Linked DNA regions of Sus scrofa: regions 2 and 3 are each linked to region 1. A link is a contact called in public Hi-C and promoter capture Hi-C data. All regions are on one chromosome and are shown on one strand. The core of a region is the stretch at or near the end of the contact, and the rest is flanking DNA. Distances in the headings are between cores, read along the strand shown.

Evidence for each region. Promoter capture Hi-C pulls out the DNA fragments that hold promoters and counts their contacts. Hi-C and Micro-C count contacts between places; a contact is called where the count stands out from the background.
Region 2: a promoter capture Hi-C map of fetal liver shows a contact between it and region 1, with 3 times the contacts expected there. The contact joins the promoter of EPHA1 here to the promoter of LOC110257570 in region 1. A contact is called at or near these places in 2 of 5 promoter capture datasets (fetal liver and liver) and 3 of 47 Hi-C or Micro-C datasets (embryonic fibroblasts and epiblast stem cells).
Region 3: a Hi-C map of liver shows a contact between it and region 1, with 7 times the contacts expected there. The contact joins the promoter of ZYX here to the promoter of LOC110257570 in region 1. A contact is called at or near these places in 2 of 47 Hi-C or Micro-C datasets (heart right ventricle and liver) and 1 of 2 datasets of contacts at active chromatin or transcription factors (alveolar macrophages).

The regions. Positions count from the first base shown.
Region 1 is chr18:6,630,987-6,635,033 of Sscrofa11.1, reverse strand. LOC110257570 (TRPM8 channel-associated factor 2-like) reads right to left here and starts at 2,052. Exons shown (of 8, transcript XM_021078927.1): 1 at 1,856-2,052.
Region 2 is chr18:6,840,705-6,844,761 of Sscrofa11.1, reverse strand. EPHA1 (ephrin type-A receptor 1) reads right to left here and starts at 1,457. Exons shown (of 18, transcript XM_003134566.5): 1 at 1,321-1,457; 2 at 217-284. The coding sequence starts at 1,405.
Region 3 is chr18:6,868,008-6,871,937 of Sscrofa11.1, reverse strand. It overlaps ZYX (zyxin), which reads left to right and starts at 1,704. Exons shown (of 10, transcript XM_003134592.5): 1 at 1,704-1,991; 2 at 2,119-2,335; 3 at 2,804-3,003; 4 at 3,165-3,257; 5 at 3,372-3,887. The coding sequence starts at 2,134. It overlaps LOC102166231 (a long non-coding RNA gene), which reads right to left and starts at 2,822. Exons shown (of 3, transcript XR_299598.3): 1 at 2,474-2,822.

The DNA of each region.
Region 1 (4,047 bases), core at 803-3,302:
AAAAAAAAAAAAGCAAAGAAAAGGCAAAAAGACAAAAAAAAAAAAAAAAGAAAAGCAAAGAAAGAAATCAGTTCTGGGAGATGAAACGAGTTGGGAATGCTTTCCAATTTATTAGGTCTGCCCAACTAGGGAGGTTCCCACCGCTACTCTGGAGCATTCTGAGGTCCACCAGGCCTTTTAAAATTTAGTGTACCTTAAATTGAGTTCATTATTCCCTTCAGAGCAGCTCCTCTCAAGTGAATTACTTATACGCTAGTCTCCACGTTATGGAAAGAGGTTGTACTATTTTCAAAGATGAAGGAATGCCAATAAACATGCCTTGAGCAGGATGGGGTGTACCATGAGCCCCGAGAAAACCAGCACTTTTCCCTTTGCTGCCCTTTCTAGCGTCCCCAAAGGACCAGAGCCATGTAGTAGGTGCTCTGGGTACCCTGGACCACCTCTGACTTCAGCCACTGCCCTGGAAGACTTTCTGGGCATTGGGAAGCCTTCTCGCCTAAACAGGTGCCCAGCTGCAGCCCTGAAGCTGACACCCAAGTCGGCATCACTGGGTGGAGCCGCTCCCAGGTAAATGCCTACCTAGGACTCCAGGTCCACAAGGCCCACAGCAGTAAACAGCTCAGCGGCAGGCCTTTCCCTGCGGGCTTCCCCTCCTTCCTGGTCTCGTCCCCATATGATTCATCACTCTGCAGTGATGGGCTCAAATAAGCTACCTGCACTTGGTCCTTGTAGGAGGCTTTGCTATGGGGAACAAGCTAAATCGACAGACACCAAACCCTTCACCGCACCTGCCTCAACCCTGTCCTTCCTCCCTCCCGTCTGCACACACCACCAGCCATCTCACTTCATCTTTCATCTGTTTCTCAAGTGTCAGTTCAGCCAAGGCACCTTCACACCCAGATGAACCCAATCCGGTTTCCGTCTCATCTACAATCTTACTCAAGCCATCCCTTTTTTCTCCCCTTCATTTTTGAACGTTTTATACAAGTATAGTTGATTTATAAGATCGTGATAATTTCTGGTCTATAACAAAATTATTCAGTTACACATATACACATATCCATTCTCTTTCAGACTCTTTTCCCACAAAGAATATATTGCAGAATATAGGGTAGAGTTCCCTGTGCTATAACAGCAGGGTTCCGCTGGCCTCAAGCCATCCTACTCAAAGCTCTTCCTAATCAGAACCCTGCATTTTCATCGCCTCCCCCCAGGTAAGAGCTGAGCGTCTCACCCTGGTTAAGCCTCCAGGCTACCCACGGTTTTCTAGACTTTGTACCTTTCACATACTCGATAGCTCCAGGAGGTCTGGTTCCCTGAGCACTGCCCCGTATTTCCTAATACCGCCGCCAGGCAAGTGAATTCACAAAACTCCACAGTCTGCAGCTGAGGGCTGGAGCGTGCGCTGAGGGATCTCGGCTTGCCCCGTTTCCAGTAAGAAAAGCAGAGACAAGTCGCAAGCATGAGGTCAAGCTAACCGCCTCTGAGCAGACAGGGACATCTGTCACGAATCAGGACTCCCCAATTTTCCAGGAAAACAACCAAAAGACTCCAGAAGAAGTGTAAAAAGTTCTCAGAACTCGGATCCCAACTCTCCGGAACTACGTGCACGCGCGCGCGCGCAAAGACCCACCCACGCAATCACTCGTCTGTTCCCAAAGTCTTGACTCCCAAATTCCGAGAGGCGAGAGAAAGTGTATTGAGACAACTGTGGAAACGAAACGAAAACGTAAACCTAAGAACACCCCGACAGCTAGGCGTTCGCCGGCCTGCGTCCGGCGCCTGGCGGCGCACGCTCGGCCCCCACCGCACCCCATCCCGCGGACGCGCTAGCGAAAGCGCTCGGCAAACTCACACTGCGGCGGCCGGGTTGGTGCGCTGCGCGGGCTCGGGCGCTGAGGCCGGTGCGGCGGCTCTGCGAGCGGTCCTGGGGCGCGGCCGGCACAAGCTGGCGGACAGGGCGGGGAGTCGGAGCCGCGGTCAAGGCCACCTCCCCACGGCCCCACCCGTCCCGCCGCACCTGGGGCAGTGCCGGAGGCGTGCCGGGAACCGGCGGGGTGCGCAGCCCGCCCCCTGTGGGCGGGGTCCGTCCCCTGTGGGCGGGGTCCGTCCCCTGTGGGCGGGGTCCGTCCCCTGTGGGCGGGGTCCGTCCCCTGTGGGCGGGGTCCGTCCCCTGTGGGCGGGGTCCGTCCCCTGTGGGCGGGGTCCGTCCCCTGTGGGCGGGGTCCGTCCCCTGTGGGCGGGGTCCGTCCCCTGTGGGCGGGGTCCGTCCCCTGTGGGCGGGGTCCGTCCCCTGTGGGCGGGGTCCGTCCCCTGTGGGCGGGGTCCGCCCGCCCGCTGGGGCGGAGCCAAAGCCCGCTGCTCGACCCTCGGAGGGTTCCGGCGGTGCGACGGGAGCTCGGCGGCATTCGTGTCTGATTTGGTGAGGAGCGCAAGCGCCGCGTCTCCTACACACCAGACTCGGGGAGGACAAACCCCCCGCAGTGACCTACGCCGTGGCCGAGGGTCTGCTTTGGCCCAGCGTGGAGGCGGGGCCCCTTCGCTGCCGGAACTGCGACCGCCGCGTCGCGCTGGCCCGGCGCCTCCTGCGTTCAGGGGCTGCCCCCTGGTGGTCAGCCCCCGGCCGTGCACCCTGTGCAGGAGTTGATTTATTGGTGGGACGGGGCGCCCAGGGAGCTCAGCGTGAAGAGGTCGGTCTGGGGCTGTAGACTGAGGTGCTGCGCAGTGACAGGCAGGGAAGGAAACGTGCGTGTTACAGCACCAGACACGTCCATTGCAGCCAAGCTTTGGAGTGGCTGCCGCTTGAATTTCTACCTGAGAGGGGTGAGAAGGTCAAAATCAAGGTTAGCGTATTAGATTTACTAGGAATCTGATTTTGAACAGCTTTGCGCAGCAGATGCGCTATTTTTATTTTTGTGGAGGTTTTTTTTGGGGGGGGGGACAGGAAGCAGGAAGGGGTAGGAAAGTGAACGCTATAACTTGAGAGTGATTACGAGAAGGGAGCTTCAGATCCCTATAGCACCCTCCCCCCACCCTGTGGTGCTACCACTGGTTCTACCTGTAAATCTTCTCACTGTTGATAAAGTGATCGGATGTGTCCGTTTTTCTTAAATATTTATGACTGTCTCTTCGTTTTGTTTTCTTTGTTTGTTTTTTGCTTTTTGGGGCCTCACCCCCAACATATGGACGTTCCCAGGCTAGGGATGGAATCACAGTTATAGCTGCCAGCCTACACCACAGCCACAGACAGAAACGTGGGATCCCAGCCGCCTTTGCGACCTACGCCACAGCTTAGGGCAATGTGTGAGCCCAACTAGACCCACTGAGTGAGGCCAGGGATGGAAACTGTGAGGACACAGGGAGAAGGTGACCGGCCCAAGCCACCGAGAGAGGCTTCTGGGAAGCCAAACCGTGCTGGCACCTTGATATTGTTCTTCCAGCCTCCAGAACCATGACAAAGTACATTTCTATTCTTTAAGCCAAAGACAGCTCACAATTATCTAATCAGTCTAACTGCCATTTGTAGCAACACGGATGGGTCTATCCTTAGAAACTGTCATACTAAGTCAGGCTGTGAAAGACAAACGCCATATGATATCACCTATATGTGGAATCTGAAGAAAGAATACAAATGAACTTATTTGCAGAATAAAAATAGACTCTCGGGGGAGTTCCCGTCCTGGCACAGTGGTTAACCAATCCAACTAGGAACCATGAGGTTGCGGGTTCCATCCCCTGCCTTGCTCAGTGGGTTGGGGATCCGGTGTTGCCATGAGCTGTGGTGTAGGTCGCAGAGGCGGCTTGGATCCCGCGTTGCTGTGGCTGTGGTGTAGGCCGGCGGCTACAGCTCCAATTAGACCCCTAGCCTGGGAACCTCCATATGCCACAGGTGCGGCCTTAGAAAAGGCAAAAAAAAGACAGAAAAAAAAAAAAAAAGAAATAGACTCACAGACTTTGAAAAACTTATGGTTACCAAAAGGGACAGGTTGTGGGTGAACTTGGGTATTGGGACTGGCATATGCACACTGAGGTATACGGAATGACTGG
Region 2 (4,057 bases), core at 208-2,707, 210 kb before region 1:
AATGTTCCCCTTGGGAACCTTCAAGCCTGACCGCCCCCCCCCAACCCCAACCAGGTCCCATTCAGAAGACTCTGACTCACCTCCCCTCCCCCTCCCAGAGGAGACACTTCCAGTTTTTCCTGCTCTTTTCTCTGTTTCTCCACCCACCTCACCGCCCCATTTCCCACTGGCCTTCAGCCTTGAGCCACCCTAAGTCTTACCCCCCCCCACACTTACCCCATCCTCTGGGGGATCCAGCAGCCAGCCCAGCTCTCCCTGCGCTGTGCTAGTGTCCATCAGAGTGACTGAAGGAGAGAAAAGGGGCTGGTCACCTCCGAGGGAGGAGGCAACACAAATGCAAACCACATTCCTCCTTCAGGCCCCCAGCCCCAAGGCATCAACACCCCGCTCTTAACAGCCGAGTTCCAGAGGTTCAGGGGAGGAAAACGACCCAGGAAGGAGTGAAGAGCTCCAGGGATTAGTCTGTCCAATCCCTGAGGGAAGAGGGAGAGTAGGGCAAGGGTTGGACGGCTGGACCTTTGACCAAAGTCAATGGCAGGAAGCCTTAGGAAGAGCAGCCCCAGAGAGGACCGTCAGCCTCTCAGGCAGCCCGGGGGGAACCTATCAGTAGCAGAAAAGGAAGGGTGATGGGCCAGAGAGGAGTTCAGCCTCTGGGGGGTCGTGAGCCGGCAGGAGGTGGACAAAAGACTTTGGAGGGAGTTCCTGGGTGGGGAGGTTCCCTGCCGCTGCCAAAGGGCCTGCCCTGCCTGTGATTAGGGATGTGGAGTAGAGGCACAGCAAGGGGTCTGGGAAGTCCAGGTGTTAGGGGCAGAGAGTGTGTGCAAGGGTCCACGTGGAAGGATGGACCTCTGCACCCGGGAACCCCTGCACCCCTAGTCCTAGCCCATCCCCCAGCGTCAGGTCCCTCTGTTCTCCTGCCTGGCTTGGCACAAGGCGACTCCCACCTCCGACTCCAGAGGGTTCGGATCTGTGCTTTAGGTGCCCGAGGCTGGGGCTGCCTGGGAATAAAGGATCCCGCCCCCCCCACCCCCCCCGATTGCTGGCGTGGAGGGAGGCCCCTCTGGACACTGCTTCCTCCCAGCTGCCAGAAGCTCACTCCCCACCCCCAGGAGCAAACCGCTGGCCACCAGGGGCGGAGATCACTGACCCGGGAAAGCAGCTGTTTGGGGTTAAAGACCCAAGACCGGCCAGGCCAGTCGATGGCCCGGCGGCGGGGCAAAACAAGAGCGCTAGCGAGGGGCGCGAGGAGAGGGCCTCCTTAGGAATGCCGGCTCCCGCAGGAGGGGGCGGGGCGGGGCGGGGCGGGGCGGGGGTCGGTACCTTCCTTGGCGCGCGCCCCCGGGGGCAGCAGGGCGCAGAGCAGCAGCAGCAGCAGCCTGAGCCCCGGGGCCCAACGCCGCTCCATGGCGCCGGGCCGGGACCTGGGACCTCGGCCCGGACCGCGGGGGCAAGTCGCTAGGACTGGGCGAGCGGAGCAGGGCGGGCGGGGGCGGGGGGCGGGGCCAGCGCTGGGGGCGGAGTCCGGGCCTCACCTGGATCACCTTCTTAAAGGGACAGTAGGGGAGGAAGGAAACTTGTAAAGCAGGCAATAAACTTCAAAAACCGGAGGTGTCTTGACTGGAATGAGACCGCGGGCGCCGCCTAGTGGGTGGGATTAGGAATTGACTAACCCAGTGCTAGTTCTGACCCTAAACCCAACCCTGCCTTGATGGAGCCTTTGGCCTAATTCTACCTTGGACTTGAACTACACCCTTGTATTTCTCCCTCTCCCTTTCTTCAGGGCCTAGCAAGGTAATAGACACGGGGGAAGGCAGGGTAAGAGACACATCTTGATGTTCCGGCCCGGGAGGCTTAGATGACCATACTGCAAGGGCGGGTGCAGCTTTTAGAGACGCACCTGGAAGGTGGGAAGAGGAAGCAAGCCAGCCAGGGGCACATGAGGTGGATAGACTGTCATCCGCGTTTTCAGTGGCAGAGATTGGGCAAGGCGTGAGCAAGACCCTGAAGGCAGGGAGCCTCAAGTTGCCTCTGGGAGTGGTGAATGGACCAGTTTGACTGCTGGGGCACAGGATTGTCTTGGGAACCAGGCAGAAAAGCAGGTGTGGGCTGGGACAGGGAAGGTCTTGGTAAACACGTTAAGGAGCGTGAACCTTACCACGCACTTTACAGAGCAAAGGAGGGATGGGTGAGGCCTTCTGCACGCAAGTGGTAGAGGATCTAGTGGTGTCACCCCACGGCCCTCTCACCTGTTGGAGACTGCCTTCCAGCATGTGCAATAGATGTTTCTTCAGTTTCTACTCTGCACGCAGAAAGCTCTGAAAGCTTCAGAGAAGAGTAAGACAGTCTTTGCCCTAAACGAACTCTTGTCTGAGGTGGGTAGGGGGCAAGGGCTTTATGGCAGGAGCGGACCCCAGCAGAGGCACAACACAGGGGTGACCGTGGCTCGAAGGAGAGTGATCCTCTACTGAGGAACGGCAGCCAGCTCCATTCCTGGGGCCTCTCCTTCCTACACCCCTCTCTGGCTCCATTTCCTTTGGGTGAATCATTCATAGTTTTTCCATCATTTAAATTGTTGCATGTTTTAGTCCCCCTGGAGGAAGGGAGGTGGTACATTATAGGTGCTTATTTTATTTTCAAAAATTAATACTTCTCAGAGTTCCCGTCGTGGCACAGCAGAAACGAATCCGACTAGGAACCATGAGGTTGCGGGTTCCATCTCTGGCCTCACTCAGTGGGTTAAGAAGCCAGCATTGCCGTGAGCTGTGGTGTAGGTTGCAGACACAGCTCGGATCTGGTGTTGCTGTGGCTCTGGCGTAGGCCGGCAGCTGCAGCTCTCATTAGACCTCTAGCCTCCGTATGTCTTGGGTGCAGACCTAAAAAGACAAGAAAGACAAATAATAATAATACTTCTCAGGGTTTTAAAAATATATATACAGATAATTATAAGAAGAAAATTGTTAAGTTCCTGGCCCAGTCTAGCCTCGTGATACAAATAAATGTAATCCAAGCCACTGGTGGGAAAATTCACATAGAGCAGAAAAGAAACAAAACAGAAAAGTAGAATCATCTCTCCTCCCATCCACTCCCAATTCCTGTCCCCAAAGTTACCCACCAAAGAGTTCCCATTGTGGCTCAGCGGTAGCGAATCCAACTAGCATCCATGAGGACGCAGGTTCGATCCCTGGCCTCGCTCAGTGGGTTAAGGATCCGGCGTTGCTGTGAGCTGTGGTGTGGGTCACAGACAAGGCTCAGATCTGGCGTGGCTGTGGCTGTGGCGTAGGCCGACGGCTACAGCTCCCATCTGACCCCTAGCTTGGGAACTTCCATATGCCGTGGGTGCGGCCCCAAAGAGACAGAAAAAAAAATTTATCCACCATGAATTGTGATTCACCTGGGATGTCCTCCCCTATGGACACACCATCGTATGTCTCCCCCAACCCTGGCCCAGACGCAAGCTGTTAGAAGGTATATACGGAGGGGCCATAGGCTACCCAGGCCCTGCCCCAGAGGCCTCTTTCTGACATAAAGGACTTTGGGAAGGAGGAGGAGGCTCCCGCAGGCTCCCTCGGGTCAGAGCTTTGTGATTTCAGCGGGGAGGAATGGGCAAAGAGTGCACAGCCAACAGAGGGGGGAAATGGAGCAAGCTTTGGACAATTGTGCTAGGAAATAAGCCAGACGGTGGTGAGGTAATGCATGTGCTCGGTGCTGTGGTTCGTAAAAGTTACAAGACCCTGGGGACTCAAGGGGGTGCGGTGGGGGCTGCTCCGTGCAAGGAGAGGTGGAGTCTGGAGGAGCCTGGCTTTTGTTTCTGCTTCTCCATCCAGGGTCTGGCCGTGCCGCTGAGGGGGAACGAAAGCCCACTTCTGTCTGCATTCAGGATGACCCCAATGTGACTAGTCCTTGTTCCCCTTTGTTGTGGGAGGAGGCGTGCCTTCAATGTTGGACTCTGTCCTTAACTAGCAGGGCAGCTTTTTTGAGTTATTTGCATGCTCTGGACCTTAATTTTCTTAGGCCTTTGTTTTCCTAGACCAGTAGAGATGATAGGATAGTCAGAAGG
Region 3 (3,930 bases), core at 455-2,954, 240 kb before region 1:
TGAGAAATACCAGTGGCAAAGACATGAAGACGCCAGAGAAAAGAAAGATCAGTGGTGTCAGAGAAGGCGAAGGAGATAAGGTCTTAGGTATAATTAAATATTTGATAAGGTTGGAGGAGGAGGCATGCATGTATGAAGGCCCATGAGAGGCCTGCCGGGCAACCTGGAAGGGGACACATGGGGAAAATGGCCCTAGGGGAACCTGTCAGAACAGGAACTTGAATAATAGGACTGGGCATCATCAGCACTTTCAGATATGGTATTTCATGTATTTATCTATATAACACAATAAGGATTAAATATCATTACCCTTTTATACACGGGGGACATGACACCAAGAGGACAGAGATGTGTCGCTCACTTGGAGCACTCCAGCTGGGTCTCTGCCCCCTGAACCTCACCTGCTCTCCTGGGTCCAGGGTTGCTTCACCTGACGTCAGGGTGGGAAGGAATGAGCTCTGCCACTGAGACCCCTCTAACATACCCAGTTTTAGTCTAGATCCTGCAGCTTACTGGGTATCTCTTAAGCTTCCAGCCTGTTTTCTCGTGGTAAATGCTAGGAGTGAGTCTGGTCAGTCTCTCGAGCCCAGCCCAGACGCTGGTTGGCAGCAGAGTGCAGCCGATTTGATTTGGAGGGCCAGGGACTGGACACATTGCATAGAGTGTGCACCAAGGGACTGCCTTACATGGCAGCGAAGGCTGGCAACACAGTGAGAGGCAAGAAAGCGCCCGATTGTGATAACGTTGGAATTACAAGCCAAAAGGCCCTGTGAAGCCATAGTTTGTAGACAGTGAGTGTGGAAGAATTCAGGAGCCAATCTGGTAAGTTTCCATGCTCAGTTAGAAAAAGAATCAGAAAGAAAGAACCTAGGTCGGTCCCTTTCCAGTAGCCTGGGGCACAAGAAGGCTGAGGAATCCGATCGGACCCATGGGGGGCTCCACCGAGCGCAGTCTCGGAACCCCCGGAGGGCCGCCCCGCAGCAGCGCACCAGCTCCTAGAGAGGTGGGTCCGGGCGGGCGCTGCAGAACCGGCGAAGACTGTCGCCAGCCTCCAAGTCCGTTCTCCCCCGCCCCAAGTGCTCTGGCTGCCCTCGCCTCCGTCCCGCCCTCTCACCTCCCCGGCCTGGCCGGGCCCGCCCGGACTCTCCCTCCCGCAGTATTTAACTGATCCATAGGCGGGGGCGCGGGTGATGCGAATTCTTAGAAACCTTTAGTAGCTGCCCAGGATTTGAAGTTAAGATCCCCAAAGGACCCTTGAGGTTCATGCTGACACCCCACCCCTACTCCAGGTCACAGAAGGGCCTAGGGGGGCGGGAGAAGGGATAACACCCCACTCACCATCCCCGTCCACCTAGGAGCCCCGTTCCATCCCAGTCCTGCCAGTCCCGGGGCGAGGGGCTGGCGGCTGGGTGCAAAGGCGGAGGAGCGGCCGAAGGTGGCGGGGGCAGGTAGGCCGGGAGAGGAGGGGGCTGGGCTGGGGCGGAGGCGCCCCTGAGCTGCTGGGGCAGCTCTGGGGCGGCCACCCGACCTCCGCAGGGTAGCCCGGAGTAGGAACGGTGAGTCAGATCTCGGGCACCCGCGGGTCGGGCGGGAGGGGGGGGCGGGGCAAGTCAGGAAATGACATCAGAGGCCTGTGTTTGGGGAGGGGTGGTCTGGGCCGGGCCGGGGCGGCGGGGGCGGCGGGGCCGGCCGGGAGGGGGGCGGAGGCGGGGGCGGGAGGACCTTGATGAAGCCTCCGGCCCCGGGGCAGGATCGGGGCCCCTTCCTGGGGGAGTTTCCTGCCTCGTCGGCCCTCCCCGCCTCTCCCCGCCCCCTCTCCGGGCCGCTCCTTGTATGGTCTCGGCGCCGCTCTCTCCCCGCCCTCTCCCTCCCTCCCTCTTCCCTGCGCCCCTCCCCGCCTGGCTGGAGGCAGCTCGGGACCGGGACGCAGAGTCCGAGGACCCGGCTGCGAGACGGCCACCCGAGACGCTGCGCGCACGCTCCGGCCCGCGGTGAGGCGCGGGGAGCCGCCCGGCGGCCGCTCCCGGGGTGGGGGCGCGGGGGCGCGGAGGGGAGCCGGGCCGGCGAGGGGGTCCTCAGCCGGGCTCTGCGCTGCGTAACCCGGCCCTCCGTCCCCAGCAGCCCGGCCTGGCCATGGCGGCCCCCCGCCCGCCTCGCGCGATCTCCGTCTCGGCTCCGGTTTTTTACGCCCCGCAGAAGAAGTTCGGCCCGGTGGTGGCCCCAAAGCCCAAAGTGAATCCTTTCCGGCCCGGGGACGGTGAGCCTCCCGCGGCGGCCGGGGCCCAACGCGCACAGATGGGCCGAGTGGGCGAGATCCCCCCACCGCCCCCAGAAGGTATGTGGCCGAGCTCGGGGGCTGGACCTCGGCGGGCGCCGGGCCGGGGGGAGTGGTTTCGGGAATTTGGGGATGTCTGGAGAGGTTGCAGCAGAGGGGGCTGGGCGCAGCCACCCAGTCCCGAGCAGATGTTCTTACCTCATCGTGGAGCTCATGGCTGGAAGCCAGGGCTCCTGGGACTGTTCCAAGTCCTCCGCCTGGGGGTGGGAGGCGGGAATGTGGGGCACGAATTTTCCCCTCTGGGTCCGTTTTCCGAAGTGTAATGGGAGATGCATCCACTCCTTGGCCGAGCCCCGGCCTTTCCTGACCCAGTGCTCCCGGGGCGTCCTGCGCCCCTTTTACTTCCCGCGCCCTCCAGGACCCCTGAGAGAAGTTCTTGGGTTGGGGCTTAGAGGTGGAGCAGGAGGGGAACTTGGCGAGGGGTAGAGGAGTCCCCGCTGACTGCCCTCTGTCTCCTCCCAACCTCAGACTTTCCTTTACCGCCGCCTCCCGTGCTGGGGGAGGCCGACGAGGCGGAGGGCGCCCTGGGAGGTGCTTTCCCTCCCCCTCCTCCCCCGATCGAGGAACCGTTTCCCCCTGCGCCTTTGGAGGAGGAGATCTTCCCTTCCCCGCCGCCCCCGCTGGTGGAGGAGGGAGGGCCTGAGGTCCCCATACAGCTCCCACCGCAGGTATGGAGGCCTGGGAGGGGCAGCTGCAGTGGACACCCCAAGGGGAGGAGAGGAGGGTCCTTCAACCCCCCCCCCCCCCCGGCTCTCGGCCTCTCTGTCCACACGAGGGTGGGGCTGCGGTGGAGAATTGGGCATGGGTGCTCTGACTCCTGACCCTCTAGCCCAGGGATAAAGTGAGCAGTATTGATCTGGAGATTGACTCTCTGTCCTCACTGCTGGATGACATGACCAAGAATGATCCCTTCAAAGCCCGGGTAAGGGAATGGAGAGGAGCAAGGGCAGGGCAGGGAGGAAGGTCGTGGGGATCGAATTATGGGGGGGCAGCACCTCCTCTAAGGTGCTTCTCTCCCCTCTGCCTCCCCTTGCAGGTGTCATCTGGATATGTACCCCCACCGGTCTCCACGCCATTCATTTCCAAGTCCAATACCAAGCCTGCACCTGGGGGCACAGCCCCCCTGCCTCCCTGGAAGTCTGCTTCCAGCTCCCAGCCTTTGTCCCAGGCCCAGCCTCAGAGCCAAACGCACTTCCATGTGCAGCCCCAGCCCCAGGCCAAGCCTCAGGTCCAGCTCCATGTCCAGCCCCAGGCCCAGCCCCAGCCTGTGCCTTCGGCTAACACCCAGCCTCGGGGTCCCCCAGCCCCATCTCCCGCCCCTAAGTTTTCTCCAGTGACTCCCAAGTTTACTCCTGTGGCTTCCAAGTTCAGCCCTGGAGCACCAGGTGGACCTGGGTCACAGCCCAGTCGAAAGTCAGGGCCCCCTGAAGCTCCTTCCACTGGCACAGGCTCTGCTCAGCCTCCCAGCTTCACTTATGCTCAGCAGAGGGAGAAGCCCCAAGTGCAAGAGAAGCAGCACCCAGTGCCCCCACCAGCTCCAAACCAAAACCAGGTGAGGGAGGGTGAGAGGACCAGACTGAGACCAGGGGGTGGGG